Linked DNA regions of Mus musculus: region 2 is linked to region 1. A link is a contact called in public HiChIP or PLAC-seq data. All regions are on one chromosome and are shown on one strand. Each heading gives the region's core, a stretch centred on a gene start, on an enhancer-like site or on the middle of the called end of the contact. The rest is flanking DNA. Distances are from core to core; before and after follow the strand shown. Region 1 has its middle 18 kb from the start of Tenm4. Region 2 overlaps Tenm4 (teneurin transmembrane protein 4).

Evidence for each region. HiChIP or PLAC-seq counts read pairs in DNA pulled down with a chosen protein or histone mark.
Region 2: a contact with region 1 is called in an H3K27ac HiChIP or PLAC-seq map of embryonic stem cells, with 27 read pairs. The contact joins two enhancer-like sites. A contact is called at or near these places in 3 of 39 promoter capture datasets (the 3T3-L1 cell line, embryonic stem cells and liver), 2 of 484 Hi-C or Micro-C datasets (embryonic stem cells and uterus) and 1 of 115 datasets of contacts at active chromatin or transcription factors (embryonic stem cells).

The regions. Positions count from the first base shown.
Region 1 is chr7:96,151,277-96,155,680 of GRCm38.p6, reverse strand. No RefSeq gene overlaps it. Among named protein-coding and RNA genes, the nearest start is that of Tenm4, 18 kb to the left of the region's middle. Within about 2 kb of position 2,425, at least 151 of the 459 cell types and tissues checked have an H3K27ac peak or open chromatin away from gene starts, as enhancers often do. A contact at or near this core is called in embryonic stem cells and uterus, where this site is marked.
Region 2 is chr7:96,240,536-96,244,939 of GRCm38.p6, reverse strand. The region is part of intron 1 of Tenm4 (teneurin transmembrane protein 4); the gene reads right to left. Among named protein-coding and RNA genes, the nearest start is that of Mir708, 6.7 kb to the left of the region's middle. Within about 2 kb of position 2,404, at least 26 of the 459 cell types and tissues checked have an H3K27ac peak or open chromatin away from gene starts, as enhancers often do. A contact at or near this core is called in embryonic stem cells and uterus, where this site is marked.

The DNA.
Region 1 (4,404 bases), core at 1,176-3,675:
GGTAGTAAACTCCTTTACTGTTGAGTCAGTGAGGGGTAGTTTTAAATGTTTGGCTGGCAAAAACCTTGAAGAACCTAAAGGTGCCACAGAATCTTGGTATTTAATTCCACACAATTCCTGCCTTAAAGCAGTGCAAGTAGGTTTATGGAAACAGAAGGACTTATTTAAGGTCCCTTAGCAAGTGGTCTTGAAGGAATTTCTGGTTGAAAGTGCATGATGGGGCCACATGAAATTTGAGTTCCATGGTTCAGTACAGAACTAGACAGATGTCCCTTCTGCTCCCTCACTGCTCTCTCAAGATATGATATAAGGTATAAGGTATAAGGTATATCTCAAGATATAAGGTATATGTCCTTAGTGACATCTGTCCTTGGAAAATAAGGGTCTTATAACATGCAATCTTACTTTGGGTAAGACTGGGGTCTGGGTTTTGGAACTTGATTAAAGATTTTATGCAAATAAGTTTCCTGATTGGCTCTGAGTTCTCTGATGAAAATATCTCTTGAACTGACTAGTCATTCACAGACAAGTATGATTCTGACCCTTTCAAAGGAGATGGTTCTTTGAGAATTCAGCTCTGCAAAGACATAGAAGTAAGACACCGGGAAAGTAAGGCTTGTCTCTTTCATCAATGCACCATGTAATCCTCTTTATCTTCAAGACCCCACTCAAACGCTATGCATCCTAGGATGCCTTTCTTGATCTCCATTCTTAGAGAGTTCACCCCTTCTCTTTCAGAATAGCACTCTATGCTCTGTCACTGTCTTCCGTTTGTCTAGTTATTTGTGGGTTTATTTTTTTCTTCTTGTTTGAGAACCCCCAAAGCCTATGGTTTTATTTCCTTACCTATGCATTATGGAGATCAGAGAAGGGAAGGGTGTCTCCTAATATAACCTTGGAATCAGGTCTGGAGGGATAGACCCAGTGGGCATCTCTCCAGAATGCTTGTTTTGCAAGCGTGAGGGCCTGGAATTCAGATATCAGCGCCTAAAAAGCAAGGCATGGTCACGCATGTGTCCTCATGGGAGCAGAGAGAAGAGGATTACTGGGGCTTCCCTGGCTAACAGCCTCCTTCAACTCCAGTGAGAGATCCTACCTCAAAGATATAAAGCAAAGAGTGGTAGAACAGGATACCCAATGTCGTTTTCACTGGCTTTGGAACATGCACACAGATGCACACAATTTTAACACACACACACACACACACACACACACACACACACACACACACCTATCTCTGGAAAGTCTGCAAGTGAGACAAAAGTCTTCTTCTATGTCCTGTTTTTGCTCAGGCTTCCTTAGAAAAGTTTATATCTCTGCAAAGGAGCCCCAGGCCCCCTCAACACTGTCTGTTTACAAACAATGGCCTCTGCATGGCGCACCATCTGACAATCTTCTCTGGTCAGAAAACAGAAGGCAGGTTCCCAGCTGCCACTCTTTGTCACATGGGGAGGTTGAGCAAGTGACTGCTTCCCTCCCCAGTCTCCGTTATAAAACAGACACACCCTGGACTCTGAAAAGTCCAGCTACAAAACAAGTCTTTGCACAGAGTAATCTCAACAAATAATAGCATTTTTTTTTTTTTTTTTTTTTTTTGGTCAGTGAAGAAAAGAACAAAGTATGTTCAGCACAGTGTCCCACATACGGTGTGGCTGCAAGGGCCACAAGAGGAAGTCCTTTTTATCATTTCAAGTTGCCTGTAGCAATATGGAATCAGGATTCTTTGAGCAACTGGGGTGAAATTCTCCCTTTGCTTACTGTTAGTTGATGAAACGGGGATCCATTACTTCATCCTTCAAAGACCAGACTCCTCATTCCTAGGTGGACAATGGTACCTGATAGAAGTGTAGTGGTTTAAGGAGAATGCCATTCTCAAAGCTGTTCATCTTCCTGGCATGTTCTATTGGAAACTACCTCTACCTCACCCCCAGCTCTATCAAGATCTGGGTGTTGGTTCTTCTTTTCCTTGAATTTGGCTGTGTTTGTAGGATGCCAATGGTTAGATGAGGGAGTCTATGCCACAGAAAGAGCCTCTAGTGCCTTACTCCAGCCAATAGTTCATATGTGCTGCACAGATATGTGAGTGAAGAAGTTCCTAGCTGTTTTCATACTTTGGTTTTTTTTAGGTATGAAGACCTAAACTTTGAGAAGCAGAGACCAGCCATTTCGCTGCTCTTTCCAATTTCCTGACTTGCAAATTGTTTTAAGCTAGAAAAATCACAACAATATATTATGTAGCAGGATTTTAATAAAACCACAAATACAATAAATAGCAAACAGAAGAAACAGCAGGATCTGTGATTAGAGAAGTTCCTATAATACTCACTACCACAGGCCCGGAAGGCCAAGCAGTTGCCAGAGACTCCACCCCTGAGGGTTATGCCCCGCCTACCACTCTCTCAGCCAATGGGGATTCTCTCAGCCTTCCGTCTCCTCTGGTAGCTGTTAGAGGGGCAGAGGGTGTGGAAGCGTGCTTAAAAGGCTCCTGACTCACAGCTGCGTTTGTGGGTCAGCTTTCTGCCCGCTGGGGACAGGGGAGTGGGTGGTGGAGGTGGGGGTAGGGGCTGGAGATGCCTTGATAGGAGTGGCTGCACCGCCGGTGTGAGGGCAGCTCCTTAATCTCTTTTCTCTGCTGCCTTTACATACTGGCCCGACAGAGGTCAGCATGCTGGACACATTCTTTGTTGCGGTTAAGCCAAGCCCTTAAGGCTTAGAATTGCTTTAAGCCTGATTAACTCCCAAGGAGACAGAAACATTTACATTTAGGGACAAGAGAATAAGATATTTAATCGCCTCTTTAAAACACATGCTTTCCTTGTTACTCAAAGCCAGGCAACTTCCCACCCCCCTTTCTTTTTCTCCAAGGCTGTGCCGATTTCTTTTGTTCTCAAACTAATCTCTCCCCCTCTTTTTTCCTTTTCACTCCTCTTTAATGGTCATCCTTCCTGCCCTTTCTTTACATTTTCTTTTAAAGATTTATTTATGTGTATGAGTTCCTATGTGCCTGGTGCCCACAAAGGTCAGAAGAGGGAGTCAGATCTCCTGAAAGAGGAGTTAAGGATACGTGTGAACCACCATGAGGATGCCAGGAAATGAACCCAGGTTCTCTGCGAGAGCAACAAGCAATCTTAACCTCTGAGCCATCCCTCTAGCTCCCCCTTCTTGCCCTTTCTTAACCAGATTTCTTATTCTCCTCGATCCCTCTTTTGTGTCTCTGTTGTTCCTCTCTGGATGTCTTGCAGCTTTGGGGTCTTCCACTTTCCTGTTCCTTTGCTCCTGAACGTTGAATTGCACACTTGTCTTTGAAGGAGTTATCAGTGTGGTTCCCCAAATATTTACTAACAGAGGAGCTTGAATTCTGGAACCCCTGCTACCGACTTGGCTTATTTCTGACCAGTGGTGGTAGAGGTATCCAGCGATGCGTTTCAAATCCAATGAGCCAAATCACACAGTGGGAGGCTTAGGAGAAGTCACTCTGAGTTTGAGCTTCCTTCACCGATGGTTCCCACTCTGTCTTTTGGTGATAACCTCAGAGCAATGAGCAAGGCTGCCCAAGCCTTTCTCTGAAGGCTTGGCAAAGAGCCTCGAGCTTGGGGTAAAGATCTCACCTCCCACCAGCTGTTAACCAGTCACTTTATCCCTGAGCCCTCTGAGTCCTTTCTTCACCCATAAAATGGCTAGCAGCCATCATCTTGTCTTTCTCATGGGGCTATTATGATGCACATACAAGCTAATGAATGGGAAAGCATTTTTGCAAACTATAACGTGCTGTACAAATTTAAACCCTTTTTATTATTGTTGTTATCATGATCATAATTTTTATGTTGTGCTAATGCTCATCTTACAACTCATCAGTATTAAGAAGCAGCTCTGAGTGGAATGCAATCTTGCTTCCCCCTCATGAGTGAATTTAGGGTGTCCATGGGGATAGATTGCTATTTCAAGGGGCTTCATCAAGTCCCCTGCTTCCTCCCCGCTCTGCTCAGGATAGCTTGCAGATGAGCTGGGAAAGCTGAGTTCATCCTCCAGGCCTGGTTGCACAGCTTTCCAAGGTGTATCACCACCTTTACCCACTCTTGCCTCTATGGCCTCAGTGGTACAGACTAGACTTTCAAGGGTTACCCTCGCTCACCTAGAACACAGATGACCTGTTCTCAGCAGGTCTCTGTCCTGCTCCAGCTTCTGCTATCCTTAGCCTCAGTCTCTTGGGCTCCCCCCTGTGGCGGGTCATGGCCAAGCCTTCCTTATGGCCCTAGAGGAAGAGGTCCTCCATCAAAGAAAGTAAATGCTACCCTGAGCATAGACTTCTCCATCCTTCCCAGCTGCTAAGACAGTTACTTTCCTGATGTCCAGTGCAGGTAGGAAGAGCAAGGACAACCGTTAATGCTGTGCTGTTAAAACCAG
Region 2 (4,404 bases), core at 1,155-3,654, 89 kb before region 1:
AAATACCAGGTTATGGACACAAGTGCTGTAATAGGCGACAGACCCCATCACAGTCTTGTTTGGCCACCTGCTTTTTATGCTTTTGTGTGTGACTTTCAGCCAGCCACAGGATCTGATCTCATTTTAAAGGAGAAAACTGCTGTTAGCTAAAGTCAGGTAAAGATTATACTGTATGAGGCTATGTATATAACCTGTCAATTACCTACTGTATTCAAAACAGGGCTTCTAATAACACCAAGTAGTGATCCACAGAGAAAATGTGTGATCTTTGTTACTGACTATCTCATTGAAAAGGATTACTTTGGCCCTCTTTGGTAGTGGCGTTTCATCCAATATAATATTGTTATCTTCTCCCTCCTTCCCTTCTTCCTTTCCCCCCACTCCCTCCCCCAGGAAGCTATCACAGGCTCTTCTCAATCTGGGATGGCCTTGGACTTCTGATCTTCCTGTCTCTAGCTCCAAGTGTTGGATTTTCAGGCATGTACCAACAAGCCCACCTGAAGAAATGTTGGGGACTGACCTTGGGGGTTTGTGCCCATTAAGCAGGCAGTCTACCAACTGAGTTACAGCCTCGGCCTGCCTCTACTTTTTCTATGCAAAAAGATATGAGAAATAGTGGCTGGTAAAAAGAAAAACACAGGGTGATGAGAGAGAGAGGCCCATTGGAGCAAAGGCCAGTGGATTAGAAAGGGCTGTGCTTTCCAGCACTCAGCATTTTCGAGGCAGCATTGCCTACTGGGAAATGACTTACAGGCAAAACAGAGGTGCTTGATGGGATCTGATTTGTTTGAAGCTCACTACAGCACAATCATAAAATAACAGTGTAATTGCGTGGGGTTTTTAAAGTACTTTGTTGTTGAACAGAATAAATGGGAAGTATTAAGCAATCCCTTTGGTCTTTCTTTGCCTAATTTGCAAAGTGTTGTCTATGGGGGATAATGTGTGTGTGTGTATGTTTGTGTGTATACAGGCGCACATGCACACATGACTCACAAGCATGTATGTGGTGATGTTATTTTTTTAAACAAGCCACAGAGGCAAGTCTTTTGTGAGGCTCTCATCCTAAAAAAGCAGAAAATATAAAAAGGCTGGAACTTGGTATTAGGAATAAACATAGATGAATGGTACTGTAGTAGTGGCACCTGCACACGTCATAGAGTTTTCTAAGAGTGTTTAGAAAATTTAAAGGAGGACTCAGGTGTGTATGGGTGGGGATTAAATCAATGAGGGATGTATTTCCTCTTTCTTTCCTTTCTTCCTTCCATTCTCCCTCCCTCCTTCCCCCTATCTTCCTTCCTTCCTTCCTTCCTTCCTTCCTTCCTTCCTTCCTTCCTTCCTTCCTTCCTTCCTTCCTTCCTCCCCTCCCTCCCTCCCTCCTCCCTCCCTTCCTCTCCTCCCTCCCTCCCTCCCTCCCTCTCTCTTTCTTTTTTCCTTGTTACTTTTTTTTTTTGAGACAGGGTTTCTCTGTGAAGCCTTGACAATCCTGAAGCTTGCTCTATACACCAGGCTGGCCTTGAACTCATAGAGGTCTGAATCCACCAGCCTCTGTCTCACAAGTGCTAGGAATAAAGGTATGGGATACCACTGCCTGGCCCAGGGATCCACCAGGTCTGAGGAATGTGTTTCTAAGGCTAGACGTGATCAGATTTGAGAGAAGTCTTTGCCTTCTCTGAACCTCCTTGAACTAGGTGGTAATAGTCTAACATGCATAGTGGGCGTGCAATGAATACAGAGAGATACAGAGTTTCTGGTACATGGCATTCAGTTAACAAGAGCAAGTCCCTTCCACTCTCAATTTCTCTTGCCACGCTTTAAGCCCTTTAATGTCCATAGCTAGTAGGAGAGGCTGACTCCCCTGTGCTAAGAGGTCACATGGTCTAAGGAGTCTGATTGTTTGCACACCCACTGCCTCTGCTGGACTCCCAGTGAAGTTCAAAGCCTGAGGTGGTGCTAATGCTGTAACACCCCAACAGCTGGCTGAAGGTCACAGAAGTACCCCACTGTGTTGAATGGCTTCACTCTGGCTTGTTTAATGATAATTTATGCACCACCCAGGTACTTCTGAGTAGGTACCACTAGTCTGTTTTACACTTGAGATTCTCCAGAGCATAAACTGTTCTTTGGCTCCTTGGCACCTCCTGGCTCTGCCTCCTGTTCTCTGTCTCTTTTGGCTTGGCATTGGTCCATACTCTTTGGATCTCCCACAGCAGCTCTTCTCTCCCCCAGGCTTCTCTTTCACCAAGGGGTGAAGGGGAAGAGCACCTTCCAGTTTCACTTTGCTTACCCATCTCACTTGCAGGTAGTGTTAGAGCTTGGGGAAGACTTGCTCTGTAGAAGGAATGCTCCACTGAGTTAGCTCTCAACTCTGGAAGGCTGCTCCGATCATGGCCCTGTTTCAGCTCTGTTAACGTGTAAAGACAAGCCCTGGGCAACAGTTCAAACCACCAAACAACACTGTTAAACACCACCAAATGCTCCCTGTCAAGAGAGAAGTCCACAACGGTAGGAGCTGATAGCTCAGTTCCAACTTTGCAGAAGAGCCCAGCAGACCCTAATGTGGCTCAGGCAACCACACTGCTGAGCCCACCACTAGCTCAGCCTTCCTTTTGGGCTGAGACCTTCAGGAGTCAAGTTATGAAAAAGAATGGTAGCCTCAGGGCATCCTCCAAGAGCCTTCTCAGTTCTTTCAGTACCTTGGTAGCTCAGTTGAGCCCTGGAACATTTTAGAGGATTGTCAGGGGAAAAGGTTAACTAACAGGGTGAGAAACTGCAACCCTAAGAATGACAAAGATGTCTGCCTCCCTCAGAGCAACTAAGGGACAAGCCCTCTATTGTCTGTGAATCCTGTACAGCCTTAGCAATGTTCCCAGGAAGAGGCTCTGAGTTCAGCAGTTATCAGTGACTTCCCTGATCATAGGGTGCCCATCTAGCCCTTCTTCAGCTAAAGTGAGATGTCTGGCAGTGGACTTAAGCCAAATTACCTGATGTATTCATCCCATATGACTTGGGACAAGTCACTTCATCAGTCTAATCCTCGGTTTCTTCAAATGTGAGGTAAGTAAGAAAAGGAGACTTTCTCCACTTGGTTTATAAGAAAGTAAGGTGAATTATTTACAAAGGGATTTAAAAAGCACAGCGGCATCATAAACACCAGGGACTATTTACTAAGTAAATACTCTACCTTCCAGTAGCTTCCTAGCGCTAACCTCTTAGAAAACACATCATCATATCTTCGCACTCTCTCTCCCTCCCTCTCCCTCTCCTTCCCCCTTCCCCTCTCTCCCCCTCTCCCTCTTCCCTGCACCCCCACAGTATACTGCCTGATCACAGAGCTGAGAACTCTGGATCACTGAAACATATCCCAAGAGCATCTTCACTGCAGTGTGGCTGTCACTGCATCCCCACTGAGGCTGCACATAGACAACACATGGTCCATCAGGGAAGGAAGCAGCAGAGGAGATATAACACATAACAAAGGCCAGGGCAGAGAACAGGCACCACGTCCTGCCGAGCATCTTAATGATTTCTAACTGCCAGGGGCTGTGTAATCAGATGATGAGGGGACAACTTTAAATATCCATCTGAAGAGCAAGTCCATTCTCAAAAAGCTACCACTAAAAAAACATGGAATGAGAAACATCAAAAAAGAGGTCCAAGTGAAAGCACACAGCTTGAGCACTTTGGAACCCAAGGAGGTGGTCCTAGCTCTGATTCTATTGCACATAGTGGCCCTCAAACCTTCTAGCAATGTCTCCTATTGCCAAGGTGACCCTAAGCTCACACTCCAGGCTCTTCCCAAGTCCTCCGGCGGCAGCTCTCATTCTCTTTAGAAACTGGTCACAGACTCCAGGTCTCTGGTTTGCAGTCTCTTGGAATCCACAACCTTTCAGGCAAAAAGCAAAACAAAACAACAACAACAACAACAACAACAAAACCCACCTAAATAGTTCTGCCTCTGCCTGCTCTATGAGCCTCTCTATCTTGGCACAGGGTCTCCAGTCCCTCCTGCTGATTGGTATGTGCACATCAGAAGGAAGGCACACATGTTCCCATGAGACCTTGCTGGCCAGCCCCTAGCAGCTGCTTCAGCTGGAAAGGGCTGGCTCACTCCAATTTGGAGATGATTTTAGCTCGTGAAAACTGCTTATTAGGAATGTTGGTTCAACATACCAACCAAATGTAATGCATAAATCCTGTTTGGATACTAGTTTAGGGAGGGGAGAAATAGAAGTCATGAAGACATGTTTGGACAATCAGGGCAAAGTAATGGGAGCTCGAAATCAGATGGTTATTTATGATGTTACTTTTTTTTTGTTGTTGTTTAGTTTCTGTTTTGAGGTGTAACTACCATATCGTGAGGATGTAAACAAAATAAAAAGACAATCTTTTCTCTCTGGGTGCATA